Regions from separate parts of the Pan troglodytes genome. Here region 2 is linked to region 1. A link is a contact called in public HiChIP or PLAC-seq data. All regions are on one chromosome and are shown on one strand. The core of a region is the stretch at or near the end of the contact, and the rest is flanking DNA. Distances in the headings are between cores, read along the strand shown.

Region 1 (5,088 bases), core at 844-3,343:
CCCAACTTCTTTCCTTCTCCCTCCCTGCCTGTGACCAGCCTGCTGCCAAAAACTGAGACAGAAACATTCTGGCTCAGCCATTGGGACGCTTCCAAGCTGACTGAAGAGATTAAACTCACACCATGAGAGACAAAGAGTGCAACAAAATACTTGGCCACACTTCTCAGTAGCTCAGGCAGTTGGAGCCATGGCCACTTAATGGGAGAGCAAGAAGACTTTCCAGGCCAGGCGCAGTGGCTCACACCTGTAATCCCAGCACTTTGGGAGGCCAAGGCAGGCGGATCATCTGAGGTCAGGAGTTCGAGACCAGCTCGGCCAACATGGTGAAACCCCATTTCTACTAAAAATACTAAAAATACGAAAAAAAGTGGCCGGGCATGGTGGCGGGCACCTGTAATCCCAGCTACTCAGGAGGCTGAGGCAGGAGAATCGCTTGGACTCGGGAGGCAGAGGTTGCAGTGAGCCAAGATTGCGCCATTGCAACACAGCCTTGGCAACAGGCAACAGAGTGAGGCTGGGCAACAGAGCAAGACTCCATCTCAAAAAAAATAAAAATAAATAAAAATAAATAAAAGAAGATGACTTTCCAGAAAAGGGGACAAGGAAATGCATATTTGCCCCCAACCACCTTTTACTTACTCAACTGGTACTGCAGCAACTTCAATTCCTTCTGCATAATCTCTGAGTCCTCCCACAGCACTGTAGGAGTGACAGCAGTGCTATTCTAAAGTCAATCAACAAAACCAGAGTAAGAAGGCAAGTAGAGTATCTAGGGTCTTGTGAAACTCTTAGAGAGGATGATCCCCAACTTGTCCCACTACAAATGCCAAAAGTTCAAAGGCCTCAAGAAGGCAAGGTCTTGCCTATCCCTTACTCAGTCTGCAGCTCCTGAGGAAGGCCATTGGTAGTACTGCATTCTCCTGGTCCTGTTTGCATCTGGGCTTGGGCTGGGGCTTGGGCTTGCTCCCACACCTGGCTCTGAAGGCCCTGCAGTTCCCTTCTCAGCTCCTCCAGGCGTTGCTCCAGGAGAAAAGCACTCCCCTTTGGGGCCCCCTGCAGCAACCTTAGTGATGCTGTAGTGGGACAAGTTAGGGATCATCCTCTCTAAGAGTTTCACAAGACCCTAGATACTCTACTTGCAAAACAAGACACATGTGCACACACAACAGGTGTGTGGCAAAATTGTGTGCATACATATGAAGCTGTGTATATGAAGAAAATAACTGGCCAGATACCTTCCAGGACACTGATCTGGTACTTCTGCTGCTCTCGCTCTTCTAGCAGGCCCTGCACTGCCTGCCTTAGTGCCTGTCACCTCCCCAGGCAGAAAAAAACACATGAACTACTGTATAACAGTTTTTCCCGACCCCTAGTATCCTCATCTCACACAAACATCACATATACACACCAAGGATTCCAAGCCTCACCTGAGCCTGAGATTGAAATTGGGATCAGAGAATAGCAACCTCATCCCAGAGAGAGGATGGGCTCTAGGACTCAGGGCAGCTCAGCCTTTGTGGAACTATGGGAGTCTCTAAAGCCCAAGGCTGTTGAGCTTGGACTCCTAACTGCAGAGGCAAGTGATGAGAGGAAATCCAGGTCCCAGCCAGGTCCCCGGCTGAGGAAATAACGAAGGGTTAAGTGCAGGGTCTGTGTGGGGAAACAGAGTTCAGGAAAGGACAGAGTTGGAATTTGGAAGGAATAATGGATGATACGGGCACTGGAGGAAGGCACAGAAAGAGAAAGGGCTTGGAAGTAGAAAGAGACATTACTTACCTGCGGTGGAGACCCCAAGAGGATACAGCCACTGCTACAGAAGAAACAGATGCACAGGCCAATGAGCTCTGTGGAGACCCCAAGAGGATACAGCCACTGCTACAAAAGAAACAGATGCACAGGCCAATGAACTCTGAGAGTCCCTTAGCCTCCCCACGCAAACTGGGGACTTCCACCAACCCCTCACCTTATTCCGGACCACATTTCCATCAGTAGCGTTGAGAAGCACATCCAGCTGCTCCAACCAGCTGAGGCTCGTATTCATATCCTGTGGCAGGGGAGCGGCAGGGGTCTGGCTCCCTGGTGTCTTGTGCTTGCTCTCCCAGCGGGGGATACCCAAGGTATCCCCAGGAAAGGCCACCACGTTAGATGGAAAGAGGGAAGTGGGGATGCAACACTGGGGTAGGTGGATGCGCTATCAGACCAAAACTGCGATCCTGTGACTAGGGAAAGGAAGGACGCTCTTGGGGAACTGGGGGAAAAGCGGGATACCGTGATGATACGCAGATATCAGGTGGGGATTGAAGGTGCCAGAACCTGGTCGAGACCTCCCCAGAAGTAGTACACTGGCGCCGCCACGCCAAACCTGTGCCAGTGACAACTGCCGCCGCCGGGTTCAAAACTTCGGGTTGGTTTTGAAAGTCCGACTTTGGACTGGCTGCCGCAGCGCCACCTGGGAAACTGAGTTCGCCTCTTGCGAACACAACCGGCGATGGAGGCGGTGGAACTACCTTTCTCTAGAAGAGACACGTACATGCACACCCCCACCGTGTAGCTTGCCGGGAAACTGAGTCTTCCCGATTTCGTGTGGCTGTCTCCAAGGAGGAAACGAACTACGCATCCCAAGATGCATCGCGCATAGGCAATATGGTCCCGCTACTGGACCCATTTCCTACCTGGGAAATGGAGTCGAAGCTGACTCAAAACGTAACGGCCCAATTGTCCTTGAGACTTCATTCCCCAGCAAGCTCAGCGTGTAACGTGCGCTATGGAGCCGAAAGTCGCAGAGCTGAAGCAGAAGATCGAGGACACGCTATGTCCTTTTGGCTTCGAGGTTTACCCCTTCCAGGTTAGTTTATCCCTCCTGCTGTTCTAGGGCGAAATATATGATTGGCTTCGTTGCAACTGGCGTGAGGCCTCGGGAGCCTCTGATCCTCCTGGGTTCCTGCAGCCCAGTGTCCATGTGACAACAGGGACAGCGTTTCAGTGGGGGCTTGGGTTAAAAAGGTAGTGGTCGAGGCCGGGCATGGTGGCTCACGCCTGTAATCCCAGCACTTTGGGAGGCCGAGGCGGGCGGATCACCTGAGGTGAGGAGTTCGAGACCAGCCTGGCCAACATGGTGAAACCCCATCTCTACTAAAAATATAAAATTAGCCGGGCGTGGTGGTGCATGCCTGTAATCCCAGCTACTCGGGAGGCTGAGGCAGGACAATTGCTTGAACCCATGAGACGGAGGTTGCAGTGAGCCGAGATTGCGCCATTGCAGTCCAGCCTGAGCAACAAAGAGCGAAACTCCGTGTCAAAAAAAAAAAAAAAGTTGTCGCATGTTTAACCTTTTACCCCCATGTAATGCCGGATTCGTTAACGGGAGACACCATATGACCTGTAGCGTGTGTGGCTCAGATTGTCACCTATATAATTTACAAGAAGAAAGGGACCTGTGAGGCAAAGTCACCTTGGAACTTCCTAAAGGATTTAGGAGAGGGCAAAGCCTAGAAGGTTTGCATAGCTATCATTTAGGTCAGCTGAGGAAGGAAGGGCATTCCTGGTGATGAACTGGCAAACAATTGGCTGGTTTGTTCCCTCTACCAACAGAAGGATAATTCATGATATTTCCAGTCATCAGTGCTGGGCTGGGTAATGAAACTTTGTACACTTGCCTGGCACAGCAGTCTCAGCACCGCACCCCGACCCCCATTTACACAGTTACATTTCCCCACATCAGTGCCCTGTGCACTGAGCAGTTAAGTTATAAAGCTAAATCAGCTCAGCTTGAGCCCTTTGCCTGATGCTTAAGAGACTACCCACTTCCCATTCCTTCTGCTGAGTGGCTCACAGCAGTCCTGGGAGAGGATATAGAGGGAGAAGTAGGTTGGGTCTAGCTTGAGACTGGTCTTGCCAGAAAAAATGGAATTGAGCTATATATGAAAAGATAGATTGGAAGGAAGGAGGGTTATGTACATCCCAAATATCAGAAAAAGCTTGAGCAAAGGTGTGGAGATAGTGGTGTGGTGTTACCAAGTAAAAGGGCTTGATGCCTGATGTGCTGGAAGCTAATATTATGACACTGGGTTTTTGAGAAAACAAAAGCTATTTGTTGCAGATCGACCTTTAACTCTTTGAGACACCGTTTCAGTGGATGGCAGGTGTGTGGGAGAGTGAGAATGCCTATCTGGCAAGTTGAGTAGACCTGGGTATTAGGAGCTTTTGTACTGAACAAAGCCAACTGCAGCCCTGCCAGTCACCCTAGGCTCCTACCTCTCACCTCCCTACCCGCCCCCCCCCACATCCAATCAGCCACCAAGACCTACAAGACTGTCTACTGAATCTCCCAAATCCATTCCCTTGTATTCCACCCATCTATGCTGTGGTCCAGGCCACCATTTCTCACTTGGATTACTGTAATAACCTCCTTGCTGTAATTTTACCTCCAGTCCATCCTCCACACTGCAGCCAGTTTGATCTAAAAATGATCATGCTAGTTTACTCCTTAAATCTTCAGTGGCTCTTCACTGTCACCAAATTAAATCCATATTCCTTAAATTGGTATTCAAAGCCAATCAAAATCTCACTCCTATTGATCTCTCCAGCCTTCTCTCCCTCTGATTCCCTCTACAGACCCTTCACTTCCACCAAACTAGACAATTCTCAAATATACCCAGGAATTTTCTGCCAGTGTGTTTGCTTATGCTGTGACTTGTTTATTTTATTCTTTATTTATTTAGAGACAAAGTCTCACTCTGTCCTCCCGGCCGGAGTGCAGTGGTGCAATCATAGCTCACTGCAGCCTCAAACTCCTGGGCTCGAGTGATCCTCCCACTTTAGTCTCCCAAGTAGCTGACTCCAGGCATGCACCAACACTCAGGGTCTCACTTTGTTGCCCTGGCTGGTCTTGAACTCCTGGCCTCAAGTGATCCTCCTGCTTCGGCCAGCCACCCAAAGCACTGGGATTACAGGCATGAGTCACCGCACTCAGTCTGTGACCTCTTTTTAAAATACACACCAGTGAGTTTATGTCTTTTTTGGTGAAATATAAATAATAAATAAATGCACACCAGATTCTCCTCCCTACATCAACCTGACAGTTGACCA
Region 2 (5,088 bases), core at 680-3,179, 160 kb before region 1:
CAGTAAGTAGGTCAATGTGGTTAGAATGGAATGAGATGGGACTGAGTGGTAGAAGAGGTCAGAGAAGTAAACCAGATGAGGTGGGGAGAGGAGGGTCACAAAGTACCTTATAGGCCATTGGAGGGATTTGGCTGCCACACCCTTGCTCTTAGAAGGCAGTCCTCTTACTACAGCCTTGCAGGTCCAGTGATCCGGGCACCATCCGCCTCATCCCCTCACTATGCTCTAGCCAAGGTTGACTGAATTTAGTTGCTTAAACACCTCAAGTGTGTCTGCCCACCTTGGGGCCTCACACAATCCATTTCCTCTGTTTGGACTCTTTTATGCTTTTACCTAACACCTTATCATTTTTCAAGTCTTGACTGAAATGTCCAAATCAGGTCCCCTCATCTTATCCTATCACATATTTCTGCCTTGTAGCTCTTACCTAATGTAATTTTACATTACTTTGATTCTTTCCATCAGTGTGTACTTCCTGAATTTGACTGTAAAAAACGACTTGAGTGCAAGGACTGATTCTCTTGTTGATTGGTGTGTGTCCAAAGTCAGTGCCAGGTAAACTGTACACAATAGATACCTGTTAAATGAATTAATGGGATGGGGGATAGTCAAAAGAGTTTCCCTTTTTTAGGATAGGAGAAATCCAAAGAGTTTTTTTATTTTTGTTTTGTTTTGTTTTTAGAGACAGTGTGTCCCTCACTTTGCTGCTCTGCCACTCAGGCTGGAGTGCAATGAGAACATGGCTCACTGCAGCCTCGACCTCCTGGGCTCAAGCCATCCTCTCACCTCAGCCTCCTGTAGCTGGGACTACAGGTGCGCACCACCATGCCCAACTAATTTTTAATTTTCTTTTTGTAGAGACAAGGTTTCACTATGTTGCCCAGGCTAGTCTTGAACTCCTAGGGTCAAGCGATCCTCCCACCTTGGCCTCCTAAGATGATTACAGGCCATAAGCCACTGCGCCCGGCCCAAGCAGTTCTGAATAATGATGAAATGGGCTCAGTTGAGAGAAGCTGAAGATTAACTATAAACAATGAGTAACAAAGGAGCACTGGAAGGCAGAGGTGGATGGGAATCGTAGTGTTTACGGAGGAACTAGTCTCCAATAGGAATCTCTTTTTTTTTGAGACGGAGTTTCGCTCTTGTTGCCCAGTCTGAAGTGCAAAATGGCGTGATCTCGGCTCACCGCAACCTCTGCCTCCCAGGTTCAAGCGATTCTCCTGCCTCAGCCTCCCAAGTAGTGGGATTACAGGCGCCCGCACCATACCCAGCTAATTTTTTTTGTACTTTTAGTAGAGACGGGGTTTCACCATGTTGGCCAGGCTGGTTTTGAACTCCGGACCTCAGGTAATCCGCCCGCCTCGGCCTCCCAAAGTGCTGGGATTACAGGCGTGAGCCACCGCGCCCGGCCTAGGAACCTCTTTCAAGTTCAATCACCCTCTAGGTCGACTATACCGCCTAGCTGCTTCACAATTTGTCCCTTCCTCGCCATCCATACTGCCAGCCTTAATTCAAGTTCACATTATCACTTGATTGGATTATTACAAAAGCTTCCCTACCAATCGGTCGCTCTTACACCCTCGGCAGCCTCCTCCGATGGCCTACTCCCCGCCTCTTTCACTTTCTGGAGATCACTGAGCTCTCCATCCTCTCTGGGAATTTACCGATGCCCAGAACGCCCTTCTTTCCCCCACACGACCCTCTCCTAGTCTAACTCCTGGGCGTGCTTTAAGCTCAGCTCAGGCAGCGTCACCTTCTCTGGAAAGCCCAAACCCAGCCACCCCACTACCCCCTACCCGCGGCCCACGCTGATGAAGACAGCAGAACACGGAGGCCCCGCGTTCCCGCCGCGAGTGCAGGAGAGAAAGATTACCTCCCGCGAGCTCTAGCGCGCCCGGCTTTCCGGCGCACTCCAGGGGGCGTGGCTCGGGTCCACCCGGGCGGCGAGCCGGCAGCACAGGCCAATAGGCAATTAGCGCGCGCCAGGCTGCCTTCCCCGCGCCGGACCCGGGACGTCTGAACGGAAGTTCGACCCCTCGGCGACCCGACGGCGAGACCCCGCCCCATCCCCGACTGCCTGAACCGCGCCAGGAGACGGAGCCCAAGTCCAGCGTACCCACAGACGACTCAGGCGGGAGACGAGCGGTGTCATGGCCGCCGACAGTGACGATGGCGCAGTTTCAGCTCCCGCAGCTTCCGACGGTGAGCGGCTTCCCAGAGGTAGCCTTCAAAGCCTCTGCGCTCTGGGAGAGGGGAAGGCCTCGGGCTCATAGTTCTAGAGGCTCCTCAAGCTTCAGAGGACTGCTCCTTCCGCCTGAACTAGCCACGAGGAGACTACAAGTCCCGTTGTACACCGCGGCTCCGGCCGCAAAAGCCTGGAGCGTTGGGAGCATGGGGCTGATGGAGGCATGGCGGGAGATGTAGTCTGGAGCTCATAACGGTTAGTAATAATAGTTGTGATTCAGTTCAGTGGAGTGGATTGAGCGTTGTGATCCAAAGGAAGGTAGGACGTATTGGGAGCTCTGGTGTGGGGCACTGCCAGGCTCTGGGGCTTACTGGGAGCTGTTGCTTGTGGCGCTGGGGCACCATGAGAACAGTAGTATGGATCCCTGTGGGATATTAAGGGAGCTGAGATCCTCAAGCCCTGCAAAATGTTTCCTGCAGGACATGGGAAAAAAGAATCAAAGGTCGTCTAGTCCAACTTTCTCCTCTACAGATTGTGAAAGCGAGGTGGGAAGTAATTTACCCAGGCTCATACAAGCCAGTAGAAGACTCAGGCTTCCTCTCCCCAAATTCAGGGCATTCTCCACTCCAAGGCCTGTGTGTAGAACACGTGGGTTACAAAGGCTTGTGGGAAAAGCTACCAATGGAAACTACCCCCCTTACCACCATCACCGTGGCCTAGCTTGGTGTCTGTTCCCCTGGGCTCTTTCCTTAAGCATGAACATCCATCACCCTCCTAACCCCCAGGTGGCGTCAGCAAAAGCACAACATCTGGGGAGGAGCTAGTAGTCCAGGTTCCCGTAGTGGATGTGCAAAGCAACAACTTCAAGGAGATGTGGCCATCCCTCCTGCTAGCCATAAAGACAGCTAATTTCGTGGCTGTGGACACGGTGAGAGTTGGGAAACAAGGAGGGCAGGTGGTTGTGAAGGGGCTGGTGCTAGAGGCCTGTCACAACTCTCCCTTTACCTACCCACAGGAGCTGAGTGGGCTTGGGGACAGGAAGAGTTTGCTGAACCAGTAAGTATAAGCCCTTTTCTCTTTAGTGCCAGCCCTCAACTGTGGAGTGGGGGGGTCACAGACCTGGGTGGTTTGGGTCCTTCATAAGGCTAACTCCTAGCCACAGCAACCCCCATACCCAACCCCAAGGTGCATCGAGGAACGTTACAAGGCCGTGTGTCATGCTGCCAGGACCCGTTCTATCCTTTCCCTGGGCCTCGCCTGCTTCAAGCGGCAGCCAGACAAGGTATGAGCTGATCTCACCCCAATCCTAGGTGTGGCTGTGGGGTGGAGGGTAGAGAGATTCTGGGGAACATCAGATAGGAAGCATTTCTCTCCCAAATCTTTTTTTTTGACTTGATAGTTTGTTTGTTTTTTTTTAATTTGAATAGGTTTATGGGGAACAGGTGGTGTTTGGTTAAATGAGTAAGTTCTTTAGTGGCGATTTCTGAGATTTTGGTGCACCCATCACCCAGTGTACACTGTGCCCAATGCGTAGTCTTTTATCCCTCACCTGCCTCCATCCTTTCCCCCCCTGAGTCCCCAGAGTCCATTGTATCATTCTTAAGCTTTTGCATCCTCCTAGCTTGGCTCTCTGAAATCTTGATATAGCAGACTTCTCTTTCTCCCAGGGTGAACATTCCTATCTGGCTCAAGTGTTCAATCTCACTCTGCTGTGCATGGAGGAGTATGTCATAGAACCAAAGTCTGTGCAGTTCCTGATACAGCATGGCTTCAACTTCAACCAGCAGTATGCCCAAGGCATCCCCTACCATAAGGGCAATGACAAGGTAGGCCTCTAGCCTCCCTAGCCTTGAGTCTGCCCTTTCTGTGACTTTATTTCTTCCTACCCTAGGCTGGATGTCTGGGGAGAATCTGCTTCTTAGGGAGTATGGGGAATCACTAGTGACAGGGCTTGGGAAACAAGACTGGTATGAGGAGGGTGGGCAGCAATGGGTAAGGTAGAGAGAGAGCGTTCCAAGTGGGGAAGTCTGGGATAAGTGCCCAGCAGAAGAGGCTCCCTGGGGGACTCTGTCCTCCTCATTGACCCCTTTACTTTCATCTAGGGTGATGAGAGCCAGAGCCAGTCAGTACGGACCCTATTCCTGGAGCTAATCCGAGCCCGCCGGCCCCTGGTGCTACACAATGGCCTTATAGACTTGGTGTTCCTGTACCAGAACTTCTATGCACACCTCCCTGAGAGTCTGGGAACCTTCACCGCTGACCTGTGTGAGATGTTCCCAGCAGGCATTTATGACACCAAATATGCTGCTGAGTTTCATGCCCGTTTCGTGGCCTCCTACTTAGAATATGCCTTCCGGAAATGGTGAGGAAATGGTTGAGGGAAAGGGGTGGGGCCTGATACGAGTTTATTTCATTCACTTAAGATATTTATTGAGCTCCTACCATGTGCCCAGGCAGTGTTTTAGGTGCTGAGGATTCAGCAGTGAACAAAACAGACCACAAAACCCTGCTCTTATGGAGCTTATATGCTAGTGGACCATTACCCTCTTGCGCTGTTGCAGTGAACGGGAAAATGGGAAGCAGCGGGCAGCTGGCAGCCCACACCTTACCCTGGAGTTCTGCAACTATCCTTCCAGCATGAGGGACCATATTGATTACCGCTGCTGCCTGCCCCCAGCAACCCACCGTCCTCATCCCACCAGCATCTGTGACAACTTCTCGGTGAGAGCACCCACCTGTTTCTTGGGAGGGAAGGTTCTGATGCCTGGAGCCTCTTTCTAAGCCTCTTTCCCACCCCTAGGCTTATGGCTGGTGCCCCCTGGGACCACAGTGTCCTCAGTCTCACGATATTGACCTTATCATTGACACTGACGAGGCTGCGGCAGAGGACAAGCGGCGACGGC

Evidence for each region. HiChIP or PLAC-seq counts read pairs in DNA pulled down with a chosen protein or histone mark.
Region 2: a contact with region 1 is called in an H3K4me3 HiChIP or PLAC-seq map of stem cell-derived excitatory neurons, with 5 times the contacts expected there. The contact joins the promoter of TOE1 here to the promoter of CCDC163 in region 1. A contact is called at or near these places in 1 of 7 Hi-C or Micro-C datasets (induced pluripotent stem cells), 1 of 1 datasets of contacts at active chromatin or transcription factors (stem cell-derived excitatory neurons) and 1 of 1 other capture datasets (stem cell-derived neural stem cells).

The regions. Positions count from the first base shown.
Region 1 is chr1:185,463,766-185,468,853 of NHGRI_mPanTro3-v2.0_pri, reverse strand. It overlaps CCDC163 (CCDC163 homolog), which reads right to left and starts at 2,093. Exons shown (of 6, transcript XR_010154163.1): 1 at 1,964-2,093; 2 at 1,777-1,875; 3 at 640-724. MMACHC (metabolism of cobalamin associated C) reads left to right here and starts at 2,466. Exons shown (of 4, transcript XM_024345381.3): 1 at 2,466-2,845.
Region 2 is chr1:185,624,414-185,629,501 of NHGRI_mPanTro3-v2.0_pri, reverse strand. TOE1 (target of EGR1, exonuclease) reads left to right here and starts at 1,929. Exons shown (of 8, transcript XM_513124.9): 1 at 1,929-2,202; 2 at 2,971-3,113; 3 at 3,201-3,241; 4 at 3,371-3,467; 5 at 3,853-4,011; 6 at 4,288-4,547; 7 at 4,747-4,906; 8 at 4,986-5,088. The coding sequence starts at 2,151. It overlaps MUTYH (mutY DNA glycosylase), which reads right to left and starts at 2,256. Exons shown (of 17, transcript XR_010154093.1): 1 at 2,117-2,256.